Regions from separate parts of the Anas platyrhynchos genome. Here region 1 is linked to region 2. The links are chromatin contacts, called in public Hi-C maps. All regions are on one chromosome and are shown on one strand. Each heading gives the region's core, a stretch centred on a gene start, on an enhancer-like site or on the middle of the called end of the contact. The rest is flanking DNA. Distances are from core to core; before and after follow the strand shown. Region 1 overlaps MLLT10 (MLLT10 histone lysine methyltransferase DOT1L cofactor). Region 2 has its middle 12 kb from the start of SKIDA1.

Evidence for each region. A called contact is a pair of places that touch in the nucleus more often than the background predicts.
Region 1: a contact with region 2 is called in a Hi-C map of subcutaneous adipose tissue, with 2.4 times the contacts expected there. The contact joins two enhancer-like sites. A contact is called at or near these places in 4 of 8 Hi-C or Micro-C datasets (liver, skeletal muscle and subcutaneous adipose tissue).

What each region holds. Positions count from the first base shown.
Region 1 is chr2:140,430,800-140,436,813 of IASCAAS_PekinDuck_T2T, forward strand. MLLT10 (MLLT10 histone lysine methyltransferase DOT1L cofactor) reads left to right here. Exons shown (of 22, transcript XM_038175383.2): 20 at 4,132-4,234; 21 at 4,983-5,195. Among named protein-coding and RNA genes, the nearest start is that of DNAJC1, 110 kb to the right of the region's middle. Within about 2 kb of position 2,297, at least 1 of the 8 cell types and tissues checked has an H3K27ac peak or open chromatin away from gene starts, as enhancers often do. A contact at or near this core is called in subcutaneous adipose tissue, where this site is marked.
Region 2 is chr2:140,294,660-140,300,494 of IASCAAS_PekinDuck_T2T, forward strand. No RefSeq gene overlaps it. Among named protein-coding and RNA genes, the nearest start is that of SKIDA1, 12 kb to the right of the region's middle. Within about 2 kb of position 3,787, at least 6 of the 8 cell types and tissues checked have an H3K27ac peak or open chromatin away from gene starts, as enhancers often do. A contact at or near this core is called in subcutaneous adipose tissue, where this site is marked.

The sequences.
Region 1 (6,014 bases), core at 1,047-3,546, 130 kb after region 2:
TGTTTCCCCGTTACTCACAAATTGTTGCTAATTGGATTTTAGTAGTGGTACATACGTTCCTTATCCCCGTTTTTTCCATTAAAAAAATTATTCTGAAAAATCTTGCAAACAAAACAAAACTCAACTGTTGTTACAAAAAAACTATGTTGTGCAGAGACTCTGGTTTGATTTTGGATAAAGAAAAAATGGGAAAAAAAAAAAAAGAAAGTTTTTTCCATTGGCTGGGATCATTGTTTCTGAAACTCCAGGGTACGCCGTTTGTTCCTGCCACCCTTGAGGTCAGCGCTGACTCAGTGGCAAGTAGCTGGCTGTTCCTGTAGTGTTAAATTCCTCTGGCTATCACTACTCTTTGAACTGCGTCAGTGGGAGGGTGAGCTTGTGAAAAGCACGGGCAGGCGTGGAGCTTTGCTGCTGTGCTGGTAGCAGCTCTCCGACCCTGGTTAGATGACGTGGTGGTGAACGAGCTTGGAGCTGGGTTAAATCACTGTTCCCAAGATGATGGCAAGTCATGCGAGAACCCAGCTCCACTTTTTAACTTTTTTTTTAATATTGTTTTATAATGAAAAGGCCTCCCAGATACTCCTGTAAGTTGCTGTTGATGGTAACTTCCCCAGTTTCAGAATCTGTCCAGTTTGATGTGAAAAGTAGCTGGGTTATTTATTGATACCTGAAAAGTTGTGTATACAACTGTTGGGTATAGTCCTTGTTCCCATGAGCTCTCTGTTAACTGTAGGATGTGGGGAAGCAAGAAAACACTGATTTTGCACGCTCTTCTTTGGGAAAGTTTCAAATGTTAGGTAAAAGCCTGCCTGCATTCAGTAGAGAAAAATACAAGGTCTTTTTGGGGGGCGGGGAGGGAAAGTTTAATGCAGATTGCGTCCTACCTTCAGAGCAACCAGGAGATAAGTGATTTGAGGGAGAAGATAGGATTGTTTCTTCCACAGTCCAGCAACTGGAGAAGGCTGCAGGATGGAGAGGTTCAGAGCAATCGTACCTTTTACTGAGAAGCTAAAAAGGATTAAATTTACATGCCAAATTGATCTGATTTAGAGGAAGGTCCGTGGTGAAATCCAGTGAGCTGCCTTTTCCAGCAGGCTCAGGAGCTGCAGCGTTGTGTCTTCTGTAGTTTGCCTTTGTTTCTGGGTGCATCTCAGTTGCTGGCTGTGGGTATTTTCCTTCAAGTGCCTTTGTAGAGCAGGAGAGGAAAGCAGAGTGGGGAAAACAGCAGCAGAAAAAAATAAGGGCAAAGGTGAAACATGATGTAGGAAAAAAGAGATAATGAGATTTTAATAAGTGAAAAAAAAAACACAGTGGAGAAGATTCATTCCAGTACAGAAAAACACACAATAAGTGAGATAAAAGAGAAAAAGGAAGTAATAGTATTAGTCAAGTTGAGGATGCTTATTTTTTTGCAGTTTTTACAAAAACAAACAAACAAACAAAACCAACAACTACATTTATTTAAAGCTGACTGAAAGAATTTCAACTAATTGAAAATTGTTCGAAAGAGCCACGTGTAGAGCAAACAGTTCTGAGTTACTTGTATGTGATGTCAGGCCTTACTTTTCATGTCATAGCTCAGGATGGAAATGTGGGAGTTTCTTTGGATGGGTGAAATGTCATCTCAGTGCTCATCAACAACCAAACATAGCTGGAATTATTGGGGATTAAACGGATCGTGCAGTGGACACCCCGTTATGTCACCTTAAATCCCTGCTGTGTCGGCGCCTTGAATATCAGGCGTACTTCTGATTACGCAGTTTCTAAAAATGCACGTAAGAAAAAAGCCAAAGAATACAGCGAGATTAACCAGAGGCAAAAGGGTTTGCACAGGACAAGATGAGGAGAATTGATTTATTGGCTTGGGGAAAAGAGCACGTTGCACGAGAGCTTGGAGAACCAGGAGAGTGCCAGACATGAGAGGAAGCGAATGGTGTGAAGTAGATGACAGGGAGTAAGTGTGGCCCAGCACGTGTTTCCCTGGCTCTGGAGCCATGCAGTGAGGTATGAAACAGTTGGTTTGTCACCTGCCCTGTCCCAGTGAGAGAGAATGGCCATGCTATGGGTGTTGTCACACCGGCTGGGTAATACCAAGTAAGTGTCCACATGGAGCAGTGTGATGGATGCTGTAGGAAGACAAGGGAAATACTGTGCCCTAAAGAGCTGCTGATGGTAACCTGGCTGATTTAATTCCTTCCTACTGCTTGCAACTAGGAGTCCTGGCGGTCATCCTGCACACAGCTCCATGCTGCTACCACTGCTTGTGCCTTCACGCGATAGCCTCCTCTGCATTAAGGGACAATCTTTTGGCATTTTTTGTGCTGGCTTTGGTTTCAGCTCGGTTCCCGTGAGACGCAGCTCATTGTGCAAGAGCTAGGGCAAGGGGAGGGGACAAAAATGCACAGCCGAAAGGGAAATACTTAACCTTTCAACAGCAGGATAAGCTTATATTAGCTTAAACCTATTGCAAAACTGCACCTAGTAATTTGCTGGGTGTTTTAAACTAATAAAAGCTAACAATGCTACCAAAAGAATAAATCCAGCCACAGTCCTGATTCTGTTCCAGAACCATCCTTGAGCGTGCTGTTGGTATCGCAGCGAGCTGGCACAGCTGAAGAAACCCTTTATTCACAGAGCAGTTGTCAGCTGGATCAGTTCCCTGCCCTGTTTCGTAAAGAGCTGTGGAAAGCCTTGTGTGGGCACAGAAAGTGGGGCTGGGAACGAAGTTGTAGCCAGCCTCCTGTCTGTGACAGCATCAGCTGAGCTGCTTCAAGGCTGAATTGTTTGCTAAATAACAGACAAGGTGTAGGCAGTAGTGATAGATCTGAATATAACCGAAGATCAGAGTTGGAAGTAAACCAGGGCAGAGTAACTGCTGGTGAACTTGGTGTGTGCCTTTAAAATCCAAACAAACCGTGCACACAGCTTTATGAACTGTTTTGTAGGTACATAATAAGAGAAAGATTCGGAAGATGATGAATTTGATCAGCGTGCGCTCATATGAGGATCCTTTAAGTAGAACAGAGCCAGATTTACCCTAACTGAAACTCCTGTGCATTCCCTTCAGCCAAACTGGTGTAACCCCAGGCTTGAGGAACAATTGCTTGGCTTGCAGTTCTGCACCAGGGCAGTAACTGCTGAGTGGAGACTCCTACATGTTGGCACGAGTTGGCTCTTACACTTTTAATGTAGTTCAAGACATTGCCCTGCCCAGCTGCCTGCTCTGTCTCTGCCTCAGCAACAGAGCAACAGAAACAGGAGAAGGAGCAGGATAACTGCTCTGTCTGCGTGTGTTTTAAAGCCATCAAGACTAGCATATGAACTTCAATTGCCACATTTCTAACTTAATCTGTCAGGCTGTCATTTGCAGTAATTGAGGAGTCAGCACATACTCATTTCTGTCCTCTTCCATTATGGGAGCATTACCTCCGGGTAGGGCTGGGAGTGCTGTCCACTGCAGCATGCTCAGAGCAGTCAGATCAGCTCACGTGGTGAAGTTCTTGTGGCAAAATGGTGATGGGGGTAAGAATCTGCATGTTGTACTTAGCACAGAGCAGCCAGTGCTTCGTAATTCAGGGTGCTCATCAGGTTGCTGATACAGCTTGCCCTGTGGTGGGTGGTGTTTTTAGAAGAATTTGAAAATTGCATCTAAAATAGACTGAAAAGAGAGACTGAGAAGCAACTTGAGTGATTTGAGTTGATGAGAGTAGGTCCAAGCACTGGGGTAGGACTGTGGTCCTTGCTCCAGTATTACACATGAATATGAGTCTGGCGAGATTGTGTCTGTTCAGTGGAGAAGCAAACACCAGTTCCAGTAGCAGGCATACCAGGTTTGGTAACAGACATGTAAGTAGTATTAAAGGCTGGTATGGGCTTCCATAGAAAGGCCACGTTTTAGATTACGTGAAATCTAAACTGGGATGGCAGTGGTAATGTCTAGCTATGGATCAAAAATGCCAGTTGACAAATTTTAATATTTGATGATATGTGATCAAAATACTAAACAGGAACTGTTTATATATATATATATATATATATATATATATATATATATTTGTTTCAATGGAATGCTGAAGTGAAAAGTTCTCGTACTTCCATGTAAACTGCAGTATTACCTGTCACACCCCACAGTGCCTCGGGACTAGGATTGCTTCCTGACCAACAGAGACAACTTCTCCTCCATCAGCAGCACCAGCAATTCCAGCAGTTACTGAGTACCCAGCAGCTCACGTCGGTAAGTCTTCCAGTTATAATTCACTTATTCGTCTGGTATAGTCTTAGGCATGGATAGATTCTCCAGCCTAATACAAATACCAGAAATGTGTTTAATTTATGTTACAGTTTTTGAAAATCATGCAGTTTGGCAGTTGCTTCAGCCTTTTTGGATGATAGTCATGGGCTGCATCTGCGTGTATTGCTGTCAGAATTGTTGCTTAATGCCTTCGGTCCCATTTCATCCCTTGTGGAGTTGGTGGCTTGTCTTTCTAAGCATTAGCTGTGGGCAGTAGAGTCTGGAGCCATATTCAGGCTCTAGCAATATCCTAAATGAATTCCTGGTAACACTGGGACTCTAGCACAAAAGATTTTTAGAAATATCTCGTGAGCTGTCTTCACTCTGCCTTTCAGTATTCATGTATGCCATAGGTAACTGGTTTAACTGTTCGTATTGCCAGTTATGTAGCTTTAGTGCTCTGATAGAAACATGGTTTGATATTCTCAAAGAGGCTTCCTTTGATAGAGACCTGGGGGGAGCCAGCAGGCTTTGCTGAACATGAGCTACAGATTTTGGGAAGTTTTATAGGCACTTCCTTCCCTTTCCCACAGACTTGTGGAGCTTTGCTAGTGTAACCTAAATTAGCTGGGATTAGGTTAAGGGAGGGTTACACTGGCTGAAGATTTGGATAAGCAAGAACCCAGGGAGCAGCTATTATTCTGTAAGTAACCCTTGATTATTTCCCCCCCCTCCTATCTTATTGCTGCAGGAACAACATCAGGCCCTTTTGTATCAGCTAGTGCAGCAGCAGCACCACCACCAACACCACCACCAGTCTGAAGTACAGCAACTGCAGATTACTGGAGGAGCACAGATACCCATCAACAACTTACTTTCAGGCACCCAGGCGTCGCCACTAAATGCAGCTTCTACCAACCCATTCCTTACAATCCATGGAGATAACGCGGCTCAGAAGGTGACAGTAAGTATATTTCTCACCTCGTTTTCAAGGAAGTAGCTCCGTGAGGTAACTGAACGATAAGCATGTTATGTGCATGCATTTACAACTCGAGGATGGTGGAATTTTTTCTTTTCTATTTTTGAAGCCTTGGTCCACAGTTAATGAGGTTCACAACTTATTGTATAAGTGACTATCTTGCAGTCACTAATACCCAGCCTCTTTGCTGCATGCTCCTGCTTCCCTGGATCAGGACTCATCCAGTGATTCCTGTCTTCCTCTTGTAAAACCATGCGCATAGCCCTTCTCACCCCACCTTATTCCCCAGCTTTGTGTCTCCCATGTTGTCAGTCATTTGTCTCACCACCTTACTTGAAGAGCTTCACCTCAGCAGGCCTCAGGTAGTGTGGAGCTGCAGAGGCTGGTTGGTGACTTGAGAGATGAGGAGCCCATTGTTTGGGCGGTGAAATAGGCATTAAGAGAATGGCTGTGGGTGTCTTGGTTCTGGCATGGGGAGACGAGGCTGTACACTAGGAGACTGAGCAACTCCTCCTGCGCCTGTTATACTAATGAAACCTTTCCTGGACAGACTAAAAAGTAAGATGTTTTTCTAGCAAAGATGTTCCATTTTTCTTAAACAGTAACCTCCCTGTAACCTCCACCCCCAAGAGGCAAATTCTTCATTGCTCCTCAAGGAGTCAGAGAATAGACTTCATTCTCTCAGGGTCATGCAATTAAGATAGGTGAAACACAGAAGATAATGTGATGAATTTTCAAGACAGTTTTCCTAGAAACAGCTCCCTTCTGCTCAGAAACGTGAGCATTCACTTTTTGTGTGCGTGG
Region 2 (5,835 bases), core at 2,537-5,036:
CGGGAGGGAAAGCATTTGAAAAGAGCGCTGAAAGCAGAGCAAGGGCGCTGCTGCTGCTTTACGCCGCTGAGCAGAGCCGGGGCGAGGGGTGCTGAGCTCGCCAGCAGCCTCCCAGCACCTATGCGGGCAGAGCCAGGCAACCTTCACTCGCAAATGCCTTTTCTTTCGGCAAAGCACCATTTATCTTCGGGAACCTGAGGCTGGTGGGGATGCAGAAACGTTAATCGCTCTCATGTCTATGCAGAGCTATTAACGCTATTGATTCTTAACTTTCTTAGCGAAGACAAATTTACCATATGTCGATGTGTAAACACTTTGGGATAAAATTAAAACCAGCTCCGCGCAATTGTCACCGCGCTTGATTCCCCTGCAAACTATCAGATGTTTATGGAGCTCGTCTCTCGAAATGATCAGACGCAATCAGCGTCGCTAAACCAAAGACAAGCAGTAAATTGCGTCTGAAAGGCGCCTCGCATCCGCAGGTTTGGTGAAGCCAAATTCCCTCGCAATCCGTGCTGGAGTCGGGCTGGGAGCCGCTGCGGCTCTCGGCTCCCCTCCGGAGCTTTCCTGAAGCCCGGTGTCATCGCTCTCCTGCGGAAAACGGGAGGAACAAATGCGGCCCCGCAGGCGCTGGCGGAGGAGCCGGGCTCCGCGCTGGAATTTTCACGGGCAGGCTCTGCGCATCTGTGCGCCCGTGTTTACAGAGGGAGGAGGAGGGAGGAAGGCCTCTGGAAAGGCAGCAGCCGCTTTTAAGTCTGCCGCCGCCGAAGGATTTGCTGTGCCGGGTATCCTCCTTGTGTGCCACGAGCAGTGCAAACACGTTGTAGAGAGGAGCTACCGAGATTCCCAACTTTCAGGTGTGTTCTCCAAAGTTGCCCCGCTTTCAAGCCCCCCCTTTCCGGCACGGAACAAACACGGCCGAGTGCTCGGATGGAGCCCGAGAGGTAGCGGCGGTTATCTGGAGAGCCTCGCCGTTTATCGGCCTCCCCACGGCCAGATAGCGACGGACGTCCCCAGGCTTGATGAATGGCAGGGCTTGTGGAGAATTCATACCTTTTACAGGCCCCCCTTTTACGGGAGGAGGCTACAGAAATCATAATGGCACGAATGAGCTTTTACTAGCAAAATTTGTAAACCCCAGGTAACCGTTCATAAACTTCCCCTAAAATAAAAAGGAGGCTGCGAGATCACAGGCTCGGAGAGCTGACATTATTTTATAGCACGTATTAAAGGCCGCTCTCTCTTTCCTCCCACCACATCATTCAGCGCGAACATCTTTTTCCCTCCGGCGACCTCAGGCAGCTTTTGACGGGGGGCGATTATGTCATAGCAAGAAACAACCTGAAAATCCTTCTCCCGCTTATAATGCCCTGCTTCAAACACCCGCGGCAGGCACGGCAAAGTTTCCCAAATGGGCTGGAAAACCGGTGGCGGAATAGCACGTTATCGCTATTTACCCGTCCCCAAGCTGGCATGTCCGCCTCAATGGAAACGAGCATTTCCGAGGGCGAGCGGCCCTCCTTTTATTTTTTTTTTCCTTTTTTCTTTTCCTTTTTTTTTTTTTTTCTTTTTTTTTTCTCCGCTTTTACTATTTCTCCTTTTGCTATTGTCTCGGCCGGTTTTACCCCGAAACCTTGGGGCATGCGAAAGCACCGTGGGTAAATCCAAACCACATGTTCGCACCCGTGCCGCGGCGCTTTTAGCGCTCGCAGCCCCTCTCTCCCTCCCGCACCAAAGCACAAAGAAGCCTGCGAAGGCCGGCCCGGGGGCTGCATCCCGCACAGCCCCGCACAGCCCCGCACAGCCCCGCACAGCCCCGCACCGAGGCGGCCGGGAGCCGGCAGCCGAGCCCCGGAGCCGCCCGGGAGGTGCCGCCCGCACCCGCATCGCCATCCAGCGCGTCTTTTGCAAGGCTCCGGTTGTTTGTTAGTTTATTTATTTTGCCCGGGAAGGCAGAGAAAGGGGAATGACAGGATGAAATATAATACAAAGATGTGAAGTGACCCGAGTGGCAGCTGAAGGCAAGGGTTTAGCCGGGACGTGTTTCCCAGCTAAACTCTCCGCTGCTCTTTGGGGAAAACCAAATGCAGGTTGATGGAAACATCCTGTTTGGAGGGAAATGGGCTGTACAGCCCTATCTGCCCGCTCCGACAGCACCGAGCAGCCGGGAGGAGAACTGCGGGAGCCAGTCCCGGGAAGGAGGGAGCCGAGCAGCCGACCCCTTCGCAATTCAAGCCCGGTCCCCGAAGGCACCGGGGGAAAATCGCCCGGCTCCGAGGGGCAGGGCTGGGGCTGGGGCTGCCCCGGGGAGGCTCGGCCTCGGCCCCGCAGGGAGAGCCGCGGAGGGGAAGCCAACAGATGTGGGCTGCACAACAACAGCAAAAAGGAAAAAAAAAAAAAAAAAAAAAAAAGTGAAACAAGTGCTCTAAACCCAGGGGGGATTTCTCCTAATAGCGAAATCAGAGGGAGGGAGATTTCGGGAAAGAGAATAGCCCGAGATAAGTTTCTGGGCTGGAATTTACATTTCATCGCGATTTGTATTTTATAAGGCGCCGCCACGTGCCGCCCCAACACGGCCCGGCGGCGGGGGGCAGCCCCCGAGCCCCGCTTTCCTCGGGGATCCCGGGGTTTAAGGGGGGGACGAAGTTTTGGGGAAGTTCCTTGCGGCTCCCCCTGCCCTCCCCCGGGCGGCCGGCAGTGGGAGGCGGGGGCAGGGGCACCCCAGGCCGGGGAGCCGGGGGGATAACAAAGAGGAGCGGCCCCTGCACGGCCACCACGGGGCCGGGGGGGCTCGGCCCGGAGCTGGGGGAGCCCCCCGGGGCGGCGGGGTCCCGGGGTGAGGGTGGGCAGCGAGGAGAAGGGAGGTGCGGGGCTGGGCTCGGGGCGGCCGTGTGATGGCGGCCGCGGCGATGGGGCTCGGGCAGCCCAGCACAGCCCGGCCCCGGGGTCACCGCGGCCGGCCCCGGCTCCTCGCTCCGGGCCACATTAGCGGAGCGGCCATTTACTGCCCCTCGATTGCACCCGAGACCAGGTTAGCTCATAAAGCCATTCACACCCAACAATGGGGATTTTCTCAACAATTAACAAGAAACAACATAATAAAGCCATTTACAAAGCCCCGGCTATTTACTATAAATTAGCCACTCTTTAAGAGACCAGTGCGTAATTTCACACGCTTTACAGCCCCGGCTGCGTTTTTTAAACGCGACCAAGCCAGCGGCCCTGTTGCACTCCCCGCTCCGACCCCTCTCCCCCGTCCCCTCCCCGGCTCTGCCCGGGGGGCCGCGGCGGCGGCGAACCCCGCGGCCCCCCGCGCACAAAGCAGGCAGGGCGGAGGGGCCGGGGAAGATGGACGCCCTCCGGCCGCGGAGCCCCGGAGGGGGGCGCGGGGCGGGGGCCGAGAGGCCGCTTTGAAGTGCGGGGGCCCGCGGGGTGCCTCGCCGCGTCCCCCCACACCCGCTCCCGGCCGCGGGGAGCAGCCCCGGGAGCGGCGGGGCCGCCGAGGGTGCCGGCGGGGCCGGGCCGTGTGGCGCCGGGCAAGATGGCGGCCCGAGGCGCGCTGTCCCCCGGGCCCGCCGCGCAGGGGCCGCCCCGAGAGCGGCTCAGCGCCGCCCGCGGCCTGCGGGAGCCCGGCCGCCGAGCGGGCAGGCCCGTGTCCGCCGCTCGAGGGCCCGCTTCTCCCGCTGGGCTCGTTGGGTTTCCTCCCTCTCCCTCCATGTTTGTTATATATATATATATTTTTTTTAAAGGCGAGGAGGCAGCCTTTAAAAGGAGAGGGAGCGGCGGCTCCCGCCGAACTCTCCCCCCCTGTTTACAAACACAGCTGTTGCCGTGTATTTGCAATGCTAAGGGTAAAGCCACCAGCGGCGAGGAGCAAACGAGGGGATGGTGCGGGAGAGGGGTCCTCGGCATCTGGAAAGGACAGGGCGCCTTGTTTTTGAAACTGTCAATTCCCTCAACCCCTATTGTGAGCGCTTCATGCAAAACATCTAGGGCCTTTTAAAGCTGGGGCTTGTGAGGCCGCCTCGGAGTGAAAAGGAGAGAGGGAGAGAGAGGGGCCTAGGGCATGGCAAATAATTATATCAGAACGGTAAAAAAAATGCGACGTGGAAGGCCTAAAATCAGTTCACCCCACGTCCCCGTGTCCCTTCCCGAGAGCTCTGGGCAGCCCCCTGCATGGCTCGGAGCGCTCCTGGGCTGCCCCGCGCCCAGCCAAGGAGCTGTGACACCGAGCTCTCCTTACACACGATGCTAGGGTTGAAATACCAGGGGAGGCTTGTGCATGGATAATGTCTACGAGTGTGACTTTAGCGAGGTAGAGCCCAGCGCCTCGGCCCTGGTTTTTCTAGCTGTTAGTTTTCACGTTCCTGCGATGGCCCTGCTTTTGTACCGAGGTGTTGGCCGAAGAGACCCGAGGATGAGCCATTACATATTCTTTCCAGCAATCATCTTAACCATAAAAACCACGATTAACAACGTTATCTGTATGTCACGTTCTCTAACATGCTGCGTACAGGGGAAATTTTCCTCCGGCTCACCACCGTGTGTAGAAAATGCTGCTTTTTTTTACACCTCCACGTCTTAACTACTCACACGTGTGAACAGTAACAAACAAAAACATGATAGCATTGTTCTCATTTCTGCAGAAACTTTAATTTATTGGCAACTAAATCTGTTATAGGAAAAAAGGATCAGAGACCATGTAAAAAATCACCGAGTGAATGATTGAACAGCAAACTTCATACAACAGCTACCACTATTTTGCATTATTGCTTGTAGTGGTGTTTTAAATAAACAACCAGTAAAGAGATTATCCCACTGTAGTCAAGTAAGTGTAGATTATAGAACAATCACTTCTTAAAAGTAAATTGTTGTAAACTGCAAGTTACATGTTTTAAGGCAATATACCTCGTTGCTGAAGGCATTACACGTGTTCCCTTTTTAATGCTCTAGAGAATTAAACATAGTCCAAAACTTTCTTTTGTCTTCAGTATGGTAACAGAAATCTTCCCAGAAAATGTATCAATGAGCTCGACTCGTGGCAAATACCTATGGAGGCTGGCCCAGAAAGTACACGCACGTCCCTAGACTGCTTTTTCCTTTAGAAAATGCTGGTGGGTTTTGTGTACACCAGGAGCTGGAAAATGGTGGCAATTCATTACCAATACATTTTGCGTTTTCTCCCCTGTAAGCGTTACAACAACGTTGTGACCTGGCTCGCTGGAACACCCTTGTTTTTCCTCCTTCTGAGAACTTACCTTTCTAGGAGAAAAGGGGTTATTTATACATAACTCAGTGATACGTCTTGATAGTATTAAGGCCGAAATGATAATGAATTCTGCTCGCAATAATAATCACAATGCCATCAGAAACAGCTACCAAACTACCAGAATTTTAAAGAATACCATTTCTTTCTTTTTTTTTTTTTTTTTTTTTTTTTAAATCCCTGCGTGTTATTGTACCTGGCTAATTTCTCCAACGGCAGTAAAAAACACGAAGGCTCCTGTTAGTGGCTTGCACTAAACTGAGGTGTACACGTGTGAAAATTATTTGGCTGTTTAACTTCTTGCCTTTTGATGTTGCCTGCGTGGAGGGGAGCCCAGCGGAGCAGCAGGGCCCTGGCCCGGGCCGGTGCCTGCCCCGGTCCCGGTCCCGGTCCCGGGGCTGGGTCTGGGCTCCGCTGAGGGCTCCGCAGCCCCTGGCAGGGCCGGGCGCCATATTTCACGTCCTCAACTCTGCAGAGCCTATTTGGTATAAATTTATGCTTATTCCTCCCCCTCCCCCCTCCAGGATTATTTAGGCAACCTGAAAAGGCACCTCTGTAATTTACAATTC